Linked DNA regions of Callithrix jacchus: region 1 is linked to region 2. A link is a contact called in public Hi-C data. All regions are on one chromosome and are shown on one strand. Each heading gives the region's core, a stretch centred on a gene start, on an enhancer-like site or on the middle of the called end of the contact. The rest is flanking DNA. Distances are from core to core; before and after follow the strand shown. Region 1 overlaps KIRREL3 (kirre like nephrin family adhesion molecule 3). Region 2 overlaps DCPS (decapping enzyme, scavenger).

Region 1 (5,612 bases), core at 1,780-4,279, 160 kb before region 2:
TGAGGACTAACTCAGACAGCAGGTGTGACTGAACTGCTGGTCGGATGCCGTGGGTCATGCCTGTAAACCCAGCACTTTGGGAGGCCGAGGCGGGTGGCTTCCTGGCTCCTCACCTGAGGTCAGGAGTTCGAGACCAACCTGGCCAACATGGTGAAATCCCATCTCTACTAAAAATACAAAAATTAGCCAAGTATTGGCCAGGCATGGTGGCTCAGGCCTGTGGTCCCAGCACTTTGGGAAGCTGGGCAGATCACCGGAGGTCAAGAGTTGAAGACCAGCCTGGCCAACATGGTGAAACCCCATCTCTACTAAAAATACAAAAAAAATTAGCTAGGCGTGTACCTGTAGTCCCAGGTACTCAGGAGGCTGAGGCAGGAGAATCGCTTGAACCCAGGGGGCGGGGGTTGCAGTGAGCCAAGATTGTACCACTGCACTTCAGCCTGGGTGACAGAGAGAGACTTCGTTTCGAAAAAATAAAAATAAAAATAATAAGAAGAAGTTAAAAAAGAAAGAAGCCACAAACATGGCCTGGGCCACAGAGCTCTGCTTCCCAGTCTGGGAGGGCAGGCTGAGGCTGCCTGCCCTGTCCCCTGAGCTGGCCATGAGCAGGGATGCAATGATGGGTGGGAGTATCCTCCGCAGCAAGCACCCACTGGCCTGTCAGGATCACTGCGCAGGGCTGCTCTCATCCTTACCATACAAGGGGATGATGAGTTTTATTCAAATATGATCATTATTGTTTGTCATCATCTCTCCACAAAATCCTCCCAGCCAGGCCTGCCATCCCGCCTGACGGGGCGGCCTCGGCCTGATCTGGGTGCTTCTCTCCCCGCAGTACCGCCTGATGACCCTGTCATTCTGGGGGGCCCTGTGATCAGCCTGCGTGCGGGGGACCCCCTCAACCTCACCTGCCATGCAGACAATGCCAAGCCTGCAGCCTCCATCATCTGGTTGCGAAAGGGAGAGGTCATCAATGGAGCCACCTACTCCAAGGTGAGGCCTGGTGAGGTCCTAGGGGAGGGCTGGAGGGGAGCAGGTGGTTGTGAATGGATTTGAAGGAAAGTGGGTGGGGAGGGGGTGGACAGGGAGTTGATGGGGAGGAGGCTAAGTAGGGAGGGAGCTAAAAGGAGTGGGGACTGAATGAGGAGGGGACTAGGAAGGATAGAGGTTAAGTAGAGAGGGGGCTAAGAACACAGGGGTAAGTGGGAGGGGACCAGGAAGGGAGGAGGTTAGGTAGAGGGGGGATGGTGGAGGCTGAATAGGGAGGGGGCTGGGGGTTAGGCAGAGAGGGAGATGGTGAGGGCTCATGGGGAGGGCCTGGGGGTTAGGTTGAGAGGGGGATGGTGAGGGCTGGATGGGGAGGAACCAGCTCCCCTGTCTCTCTGCAACTGTCCCTCTCCTGAATGTCTCCCTGTCCCTTTTTGTTTCTCTCACTCTTTGTATCCCTGCATCTTTCTTTGAGGAGACTCAGGGACAGCAGTTGCCAGGGTCTAGGGGTGAAAGCGCAGTCTGGATGTTTGCAGCTCCCAAATTCCTATGTGGAAATCCTCACCCCCAGGTGACAGTGTTAGGAGGTGACTAGGTCATGAGGGTGGCGCCTCATAAATGGGATCAGTGCCCTTAGGAAAGGAGGCCTGAGGGAGACCCTTGCCTTTCCACATCATGAGGACACAGTGAGAAGAGGGCATCTATGAACCAGGGTCTGTCCCTCAACAGACAACAAATCTGCCTGGATCTTGGTTCCCAGCCTCCAGAACAGTGAGAAATAAATGTCTGTGATTTCTAAGCCTCCCAGTTTATGGTGTCTGGTTATAGCAGCCCAAATGCGTTAAGATAGATACCCAGTTAAATTTGAGTTTCAGGAAAATAATAACTTTTTAGTAGAAATACCTTCCAAATACTGCATGGGACATATTTGCAGGCCATACTTATACCAAAAAAAAAAGTCATTATATATGTGAAATTCAAATTTAACTGAGCATCCACATTTTATTTGCTAAATCTGGCCACTTTCCAGGGCTTTTGGGTGAAACTGTTTAGGCTCCACCATCTCCAAGGTGCCTGGCTCAGGGGCCAGGGAGGGCTGAAATCCAGCCCCAAATCCCTTACCCAATAGCCCTTGCCCGGCTGTGTCTCTAATTCACACACAATCCCAAGGGCTGGAAGCACCCTGGACTGGCCCCCTTGTTAACTGTGTCTTTAAAATGTTCTGGGCTTTACGATGCTTTGACATCCTGGGACCTCGAAGACCCAGGCAAGGAGCAGGGTAAGCTAATTCCTGGAGATAGCGAGCATGCTTTGTATCAAAGCAGACCAACCAATCCCGAGCCCAGGCCCCACGGCCATTTTTTATCAGGCTGCTATAGTCCAGGACACTCTGCCCCTACCCTAAATCTCCCCAGGCCACACATCAGGCCCCTGCAGCCCAGGGTCCAGGAAAATGATCCAAGCTATCCAATCCTAACCCTGTCTCCCCATTCCTTCCTATGAAAGCAATCCACAGCAGAGGCTCCCCACACCTCCCACCCCAGCCCCAACTGCCCCTGGGGCCTCCACGTGGGGCACTACCTAAAGTGGCAGGCCCCTTCCTCTGGGAACTATGAGTAGCAAACTGTCTTTTCAATGGCAGTTGTCTCCTGATCTGTTGGCCTCCCTATGCCTGAATAAAAACAAAATTCCGAGTACATTTTTAAACAGCACCCACCAAACTCCACTCAACAAACTGCATAGAGTCCCAGGTGGGGCTAACGTACCGCAGAGCCTTTAAGATGAACCAGGCTTTACAGGACAGCTGGGCCAACCCTTTTTGTCTGCAGCTAGAAAATTGAGACCTGATAGGGAAGTGACTGCCCTTCTTAGCAGTAGAGTGGGCAGTGCCAGGCCTGGAACCACAGCCTCCTGAAGCCCCGGCCTCTGCTCTTGCCCATACTCCTCCCAGGGCAAGCTGGCCCCCCAAGCTCTGCAGCTGGGGGTACAGCCTCCAGAACGCCCACTCTCCTCAGTTGTGAGGGTTCTCCTTGGCCTCAGAGACTGGTGACATACATGGCCCGCTCCCCACTCACCACCAGTCCTCTAAGTGGCCCTGGACAGATAAGCAGGGCCTTGGCAATCCGAGGAGGATGTGAGGCAGGCCCGTCCCTGCTCTGAGGGTGTGTCCTTCCTGTCCCAGACTGACCACCCTGCCAAGAAGTCACTCCAGGCCTGCTGATCAAAGCACCCAGCACCCAGTGCCAGAACCCAGGGCAAACCCTTTCCCTCAGGCACAAGTCCAGGGGAAGGAGGGGTGGCTGCCTCTTGGAAGACAAACCGCTCCCTTATGTCCTGGGCTGGAGCCACCCTGCTGTGTTATATAATACAAAGCTATGACATAGGGAGAGGGTTGCCCAGAGGAGAATGAAAGCCAAGGACAGGGCATTCCTTCCCGTCTGAGCACCTGTCCCATCCCTCCCTGAAGTTGGGCCAGACCAGCTCCACCATCTCCAAGGTGTCTGGCTCAGGGGCCAGGGAGGACTAAAATCCAGCCCAGAATCCCTTACCCAACAGCCCTTACCCGGCTGTGTCTACCAACAGGGGCGCTCGTGTCTAATTCACACACAATACCAGGGACTGGAAGCACCCTGAACTGGCTCCCATATTAATTGTGTCCTTTCTGTCCCAAATTGACCACCCTGCCAAGAAGTCACTCCAGGGCTGCTGATGAAAGCACCCAGCACCCGGTGGCCTGATAGGGAAGTGACTGCCCTTCTCAGTGGTGGAGTGGGCAGTGCCAGGCCTCTGACAGCAGGGTCGTGTGCTGCAGAGGACACATCCCATCAGCTGGAGAGAGAGGTCAGGGCCACCCTGTCCGACCTGTCCCAGATCACCTTGAGCTCAGCCTGTTGTCCTTGTCTACATTGTGAAGGCCCCTCAGAGAGCCTGGCACTGTGCTACTGCATAGCAGGCTGGGGGGCCCTGTCCATGCTCCTGGGCCTGTGACGGGAACAGCAGCACCAGGTAGCCCCAGGCCTGGGTTCCAGGTTCCACTGCATAACCTCAGGCAACTCACTCCCTGGGCCTCTGTTTCCTCATTCACACAATGAAGGTGTTGGGTCAGACGCTCTGGAAGGGAAACAGATTTCTCAGGGGACAGTCACCTGAGATGATCTCCTGCCCCTCCGTGGCTTGTCCACGGAGCAGCAGAGGACTGAGACCCTCAATGTGTCCCTGGACATGAGCATGGGAAGAGGCCCTGTGTTCCGAGACAAGGCTTCCCTTCCCATGCCCCTCCTCTAAACCATGGTCATCCTAATTGTCCACCTTACGGCCGGTGGTCCTCAGAGAGACTAAAGGGGTGACCAGCGGAGCCAGCACATGTCAGTGGAACTTCTCCAGGTACAGGGCTCTGTGCTGGGCATGGAGAAGCCATGATCCTATGGCATGGGGCGCCCCCAGCAGCGTGCACAATCTGGGGTTCCTATGGAGCAGGTTCTAGGGGCTGCTGGAGCCAACCCCTCTGTTTCCCCTCCCAGGGGCCTAGCCCGCCCCCTCCTCTCCCAGGGCTGCAGGAAGTCCTGCCATAGGCCAGCAGCACTCCTGACTTCCCCAGACAGGCTACATATGAGGAGGGGCCAGGGCACTGGCAGCAGAGAGAGAGAGAAGCTGGGAGCAGACACAAAATCAAGCAGTCTCCAAGGACCCCAGAAAAGATCCCCCAGGACAGCCCTGGCTGCCGTCAGTGGCTGTCACATGGTGGCTGGTTACACCCATGGGCTCAGGAGCTGGCAGCCTGAATTTGGGTCCGGGCTCTGCCACCTTCCAGCTGTGTAACCCAACCTTGCTGTGCCTCCCTGTCCTTCCCATACAATGGAAACAGCAGCAGCACCCGATTCAAGGTGTGGTTGTGAGGTTTGAATGAGAAACACGCCTGGCACAGAGCAAGCTTGCAACAGGCATGGCTGTTGGGATTGTCACCACCTCCCTGGATCCACTCGGCTACAGGGTCCACCCCGCCATCTCCGTTTCCCATGTGCAGACATCAGAGGCACAGCTGGGCAGGCCACATGGTCCTGAAGACCTGGTTCAAATCTGGGATCCGTAATGTAGCATGGTGATGTCACCTCTCTGCCTCTGTTTCCCCAGCTGCAAAATGCAATGATAATGATCACGAAAGTCTGCCAGGGTTGCAGAGTGACTTACAAGGAATTATGCATTGGAAGCACCTGTCAAGGGTGGGAATAAAGGCTGGATAAATGTGAGCTATTATTATTGGCTCCTGTCCCACAGCAGGAACCCCAGTTCACCGCCCCAGGGGTCATGTAGCTATTTCATAAAATACCAGGCCTGCTCTAGAAGTTTCTGGTTTGCTTGTCGACCATTCTCTCTTCGACTCCACCATGGGGCCAGTAGGGGAGGGATAATCCTTATCCCTGGAGGGCACCAGCCTCCTTCCCCAGGAGGAAGAGCAGGAGAGGAAGCACTCAGCCCCTCCCTCAGCACAGGCTGGCCATGCTTCACCTTAGCACGCCGCTGTCACAGCCCCCAGCGTGTGGGGCAAGCGACACTGCTGGATGGGGCCTAGGGCAGTGCCCACTGTAGGCTCCCAGGGGGTGTCAGCTGCAGAGGCATGGAGCAGG
Region 2 (5,299 bases), core at 1,917-4,416:
GAGGCTGAAGTGGGTGGATCACCTGAGGTCGGGAGTTCGAGACCAGCCTGACCAACATGGAGAAATCCTGTCTCTACTAAAAATACAAAATTAGCTGGGCATGGTGACGCATGCCTATAATCCCCACTACTCGGGCTGAGGCATGAGAATTGCTTGAACCTAGGAGGTGGAGGTTGTGGTGAGCCGAGATCGCACCATTGCCCTCCAGACTGGGCAACAAGAGCAAAAGTCTGTCTCAAAAAAAAAGAAATGTCCCAAGTCCTCATGGTTAGCAAGTGGCAAAGTCTGGATTCGCACCCAGGTCTGTCTGACCTGAGGCTTGTTCTCAGCACTGTGGCTGTGCTAAAACTCAGAATCAGCACATTGCTGCCCCAGTGCACACCATGAGAAAGTGTGGGTGCCCCCACATGACTAACTCCTAAAGTTCATGCGCTCTCCATTACGTCATTGGGGCAGATGTTGCGGCTGGCAGGAGGAGTGGCTCACGGGAGCAGCCTCTTGCAGTCAGCTGAGAACGTGGAGGGGATAAATGAATGAGGAGACTGCAAAAATTCCAGACTTGAAGAGAAAAAGAAAGTTGCCAGTGACCAGAGAAATACCAGAAAAAAATCAGCTGAGCCCAGGATTTCTACTGTGCCCAGGAGAGCGGCCAGCTCAGAAATGAGGGATGGGGGTGCCCCTAGGCAAACAGTATTCTGGGAAGGAGGTCTGGAGAAGCAGCCAGAGACAGCAGCCAAAGGAGCAACCATGCAGGGGGACAGAGGGCTGAGGCTGCAGAGCTGCACATTCAGGGCCCTTGGGGTGGGCAGCATTGAGTTGATTCCCTCAGTATTGAGTTGATTCCCCAGCCTCAGGGCTGGGACTGGAGAGAGAGGTCCCAGGCTCTGACTTGGCTGACCGTCCCACAAAGGGGACAGCTGAAGAGGGCCACAGGACTATTTTGCCAATGCTGCCACCTTGTGACCGTAGAATGCCCAATCCACTGGAAAAAAAGGTACACATAGGTCAGTTTGTGGATTCATTCTTCATTTATTGAAAGTGCCTAATGTGAGTGACATGGGTCCAACCTTCAAGGACCTCAGCCCCTTATAACCAGGCAGTGACCAAACACTCCTCTTTTCACCTCCCTCTTTTCATAACTCGTGTCACCACCCCCAACTCCAAACAGGACTGTGAGGACAAGGATGGTATCTTACTCATCTCTAAAGCTACGGTACACAGCACAGGGCCTGGCACAAGAGACTAATAATAGCAGCCGCTAGTTAATATGTGCTAAGTGCTTTTAAGTACATTAGCACATTGGATTCTTGAAATGCACCTATGAGACCTCCAAATGGAGATGTCAAGGCAGGGTTTATTTCAACATGAGCCTGGAGTTCTCGGAGAGGTCAGGGATGGAGAAATAAAGGTGGGTGTCACCAGCACAAACACAGATGGCGTTTTTTTAAAGGCCAGTACCTCTCAAAGTTTTACGTGCATATGGCTCACTAGGGAACTATGCTAAAATGCAGACTCCAATGATTCTGTAGCCTGAAATGGGGTAGAGATTCTGTTTCTACTAGACTCCTGGGTGGGGCCAATACTGCTGGTTCACAAACCACATTGTGAGTGGTAAAAATCTGGAACAGAGGTAAACAAACTATGGCTAGCTGGTCAAGTCTGGTACAGGGCCTCTGGTTTGTACAACCAGCAAACTAAGAGTGATATTTTCATTTTCACAGGGGTTGACAAAAAGAAGGAAAAGGAGAAGGCAGAAAAGACAGAAAAGGAGGGTAGGGGAAGATGGCAAGAAAAGAAGAAAAGGAGACAGAGACCATTTATGCTTCACAAGGCCTGAAATATTTACTCTTTGGTTTTTGACAGAAAAAGTTTGCCAGCCCTGACCTTGGATATCACCCAGGGACACAGTGTGTAGCTAAACAAGGGAGCGACTGGGCCCCGAAGCAAACCGCTGTAACTTCCAAATCCCCATCCCTAGTTTTGGTAGGAAAAGCAAGAGTGCAAGGCACCACATGTACAGTTGGCCTTCCATATTGTGGGTTCCATAACTGTGGATTCAACCAACTGCAGATCAAAACTATTTTTAAAAAGAAGGACATTGTGTCTATACTGAACAGAAACAGACTTTTCTTGTCATTATGACCTAAAAAACATGGTATGACGACTGTTTACATAGCATTACATTGTAGCAGGTAGTAAAAATAGCCTAGAGATGATTTAAAGTATATGGATGTGCTTAGGGTACATGCAAACACTGCACATTTTATATCGGGGACTTGGGCATCCATAGATTTTAGTATCTGAGGAGGCTCCTAGAACCAATCCCCAGTGGATACTGAGGGATGAATTATATGCCAAGAGGGCAGGAAGGCCAGACACAGTGGCTCACGCCTATAATCCCAGCTCTTTGGGAGACAGGGGCGGGTGGATCACCTGAGGTCAGGAGTTTGAGACCAGCCTTGCCAACATGGTGAAACCCTGTCTCTACTAAAAATACAAAAATGAGCTGGGCATGGCCAAGTGTGATGGCTCACACCTGTAATCCCAGCACTTTGGAAGGCCTAGGTGGGCAGATCACCTGAGGTCAGGAGTTCAAGACCAGCCTGATCAACATGGAGAAACCCCATCTCTACCAAAAATAAAAAATTAGCCAGGCATGGTGGTGGGTGCCTACAGCCCCAGCTACTCAGGGAGCTGAGGCAGGAGAATCACTTGAACCTGAGAGACAGGTTGTGGTGAGCTGAGAACGCACCATTGCACTCCAGCCTGGGCAACAAGAGCGAAACTCTGTCTTAAAAAAAAAAATAGCTAGGCATGGTGGCAAGCACCTGTAATCCCAGCTACTTGGGAGGCTGAGGCAGGAGAATCACTTGAACCCATGAGGCGGAGGTTGTGGTGAGTCGAGAACATGCCATTGCACTTCAGCCTAGGCAACAAGAGTGAAACTCTGTCTCAATAAAAAGAGTAAGTCAGAAAAAGATGAACATCTGAAGCTCCCAGGTGGGTGGGGGTGGCCCTGGGGAAAGGGTTGTGAAAACAGCTGGGGTTCAGAGTGGGAACGAGGACTTGTGGTGAGCCAATAACCCCCACTGCCTCTTTCAGAGCCTATCTTGGAACAAAACAACAGAAACAGGAAGAGCTGGCAGAGAGCACCTCCACTTGTGTGCAGTGCCACAGAAGTACAGGGAAAATAAAAAAGACAGCCTGTGAATTTCACAGGGTTGATCTGCAGGCAGTACCTTCTGAATTTTGGCCAAGAGTTGGGAGGGTGGGTAGAGGGATTTCGGAAGGAGAGGGAAAGGGTGTGGCAGTAAAACAATAGCCCCAGAGCCTGTAATGCGGGGGCCAAGTTGTGTTTGGCCACAGTGCCTTCTGTCATGGTTCTGTCACCCTGTGCTGAGGAATACATTTGCTTAAATGTCAATGCCTGAGAAAGTAAATACAGCTGTCCATTTCCATCAACTTGCAGCAATTAATCTGGCTTTCACTCAATGGAAGACAAGGCTGTTTTGCATTAAGTCATGAAAGGTTTGCTTGTTTCACCATCAAGTGTTCACATATATTTCCAAAGGACAACAATACACCCTTTCATGGAGGGCAGAAAGAATACCTATCAAAAGACTGTGGGCCAGGATATCTGCAAAGCCAGACTGCTCTTAAACGCTGGAGGGCAAACAAGAAGACAGAAGGATGTGACAAAGTCACCATGTGCTGTAAAACAGATTCCAGAATTTGCTGGTTGGAAGGAATCTTTAAGGTCAACCAGTCTCCTTCATGCTTCTAGCAAAGCTGCCTATAAAATCTAACAATCTTGAGAAAAAAATGCACATGTCATGCCTGGCTTTTGGCATAAAATATTCTTTTAAATTAAGAAATGCTGGCAATGAAAAACAAATCTCTGCCTTCTAACCCACGAGTTCCTGCCCTTCTCTCCCATCCTCCTTCATCACACTAGTTGTCTCTCCCACCTCAAAGTAGGTTCCTTTAGGGAAGTGACTGATTTTTGCAGCACCCAACATGCTGGCCAGCCCACAGAATGAGTACGGTGAGCGAGACCCCAGTCTACTGAAAAACCGTAGCTTTCCTGCCACCTACTGGCTTCATGATTTGGGACAAGTTACTTAACCTTTCAAAACCAGTTTCCTCACCTGTAAAGCCCTCTCACTAGAGGGTTGTTTGAGGATTAACCATGTTAATACATGTAGATTACTTGGAAGGCTGACTAGCTTAATAGTAAGGATTTCCTAAGTGTTGACAATTTTTATCATTCAAGTAGTAAATTAATCTATTATTCTATCCCATGAATCACACTCTCCCTGAAACATACTACATTAGAACGTTTCTCTTTTTGTTTTTTTCAAGACAGGGTTTCACTCGTCACCCAGGCTGGAGTGCAGTGGCGCAATCTCAGCTCACTGCAACCTCCACCTCCTGGGTTCAAGCGATTCTCCTGCCTCAGCCTCCCAAGTAGTTAGGACTACGGGCGCATGCCACCGTGCCTGGCTAATTTTTGTATTTTTAGTAGAGATGAGGTTTCACCATGTTTGCCAAGAGGCCAGTCTCAAACTCCTGACTTCAGGTGATCTGCTCGCCTTGGCCTCCCAAAGTTCTGGGATTACAGGCGTGGGATTACCTGCCTGGCCAGGTTTCTCAGTTTCAGCACTACCGATATTACTTTGCTGTGCGAGCCTGTCCTGTGCATGGGAAGGTGTTTAGCAGCATTCTTGGTCTCTACCCACTAGATGCCAGAAGGAACACCCCACCACCACCCCACATTCTGACAACCAAAAATGTCCCCTAGCAAGGAAATCTCCCTATTGTACTAGAATATGCAAATCGGGGTAGAGAGTCTGGTCACCATACCACCTAATTTCCCGCCATCCCATTCTCCCTCCATAGAGACACCCTGGCCACCTCTTGCTCACCACTCAGTTGTCTTGGAGGGAACAAGTGATAGGTGCTGTAGATATCGTTGGAGAACTGCAGCTGGAGCTCAGGGCTGCCTGTCAGGAGCTGAGCCACCTGTTCCACCTGAAATGGCGTCTTCTCCAGGATCACAACGGCATCCTCTCCAGCCCCATCCCCAGAGGCTTCATTCACCTGTGGGCAGAGGCATCATCAGTGGGCTCAAGGGCAGAGCCACCATGAGACTCTGGAGAGCAGAGACAGAAGCTCTCACGGCCTTTGAAATCCTAGTACTTGGGATTTCCTTCTCTGAAGTCTTCCCTCTGGGGAAGTCTAGCCAATGGCACTCACATTTCTTTTCTCATAGAAGGCAGCTCTTTTTTTTTTTTTTGAG

The links. Hi-C and Micro-C count contacts between places; a contact is called where the count stands out from the background.
Region 1: a Hi-C map of skeletal muscle shows a contact between it and region 2, with 6 times the contacts expected there. The contact joins two enhancer-like sites. A contact is called at or near these places in 2 of 3 Hi-C or Micro-C datasets (both in skeletal muscle).

Annotation. Positions count from the first base shown.
Region 1 is chr10:26,131,743-26,137,354 of calJac240_pri, reverse strand. It overlaps KIRREL3 (kirre like nephrin family adhesion molecule 3), which reads left to right. Exons shown (of 17, transcript XM_078339779.1): 5 at 836-993. Among named protein-coding and RNA genes, the nearest start is that of ST3GAL4, 110 kb to the right of the region's middle. Within about 2 kb of position 3,029, at least 7 of the 16 cell types and tissues checked have an H3K27ac peak or open chromatin away from gene starts, as enhancers often do. A contact at or near this core is called in skeletal muscle, where this site is marked.
Region 2 is chr10:25,967,903-25,973,201 of calJac240_pri, reverse strand. It overlaps DCPS (decapping enzyme, scavenger), which reads right to left. Exons shown (of 5, transcript XM_035265032.3): 2 at 4,926-5,100. Among named protein-coding and RNA genes, the nearest start is that of DCPS, 5.1 kb to the right of the region's middle. Within about 2 kb of position 3,166, at least 5 of the 16 cell types and tissues checked have an H3K27ac peak or open chromatin away from gene starts, as enhancers often do. A contact at or near this core is called in skeletal muscle, where this site is marked.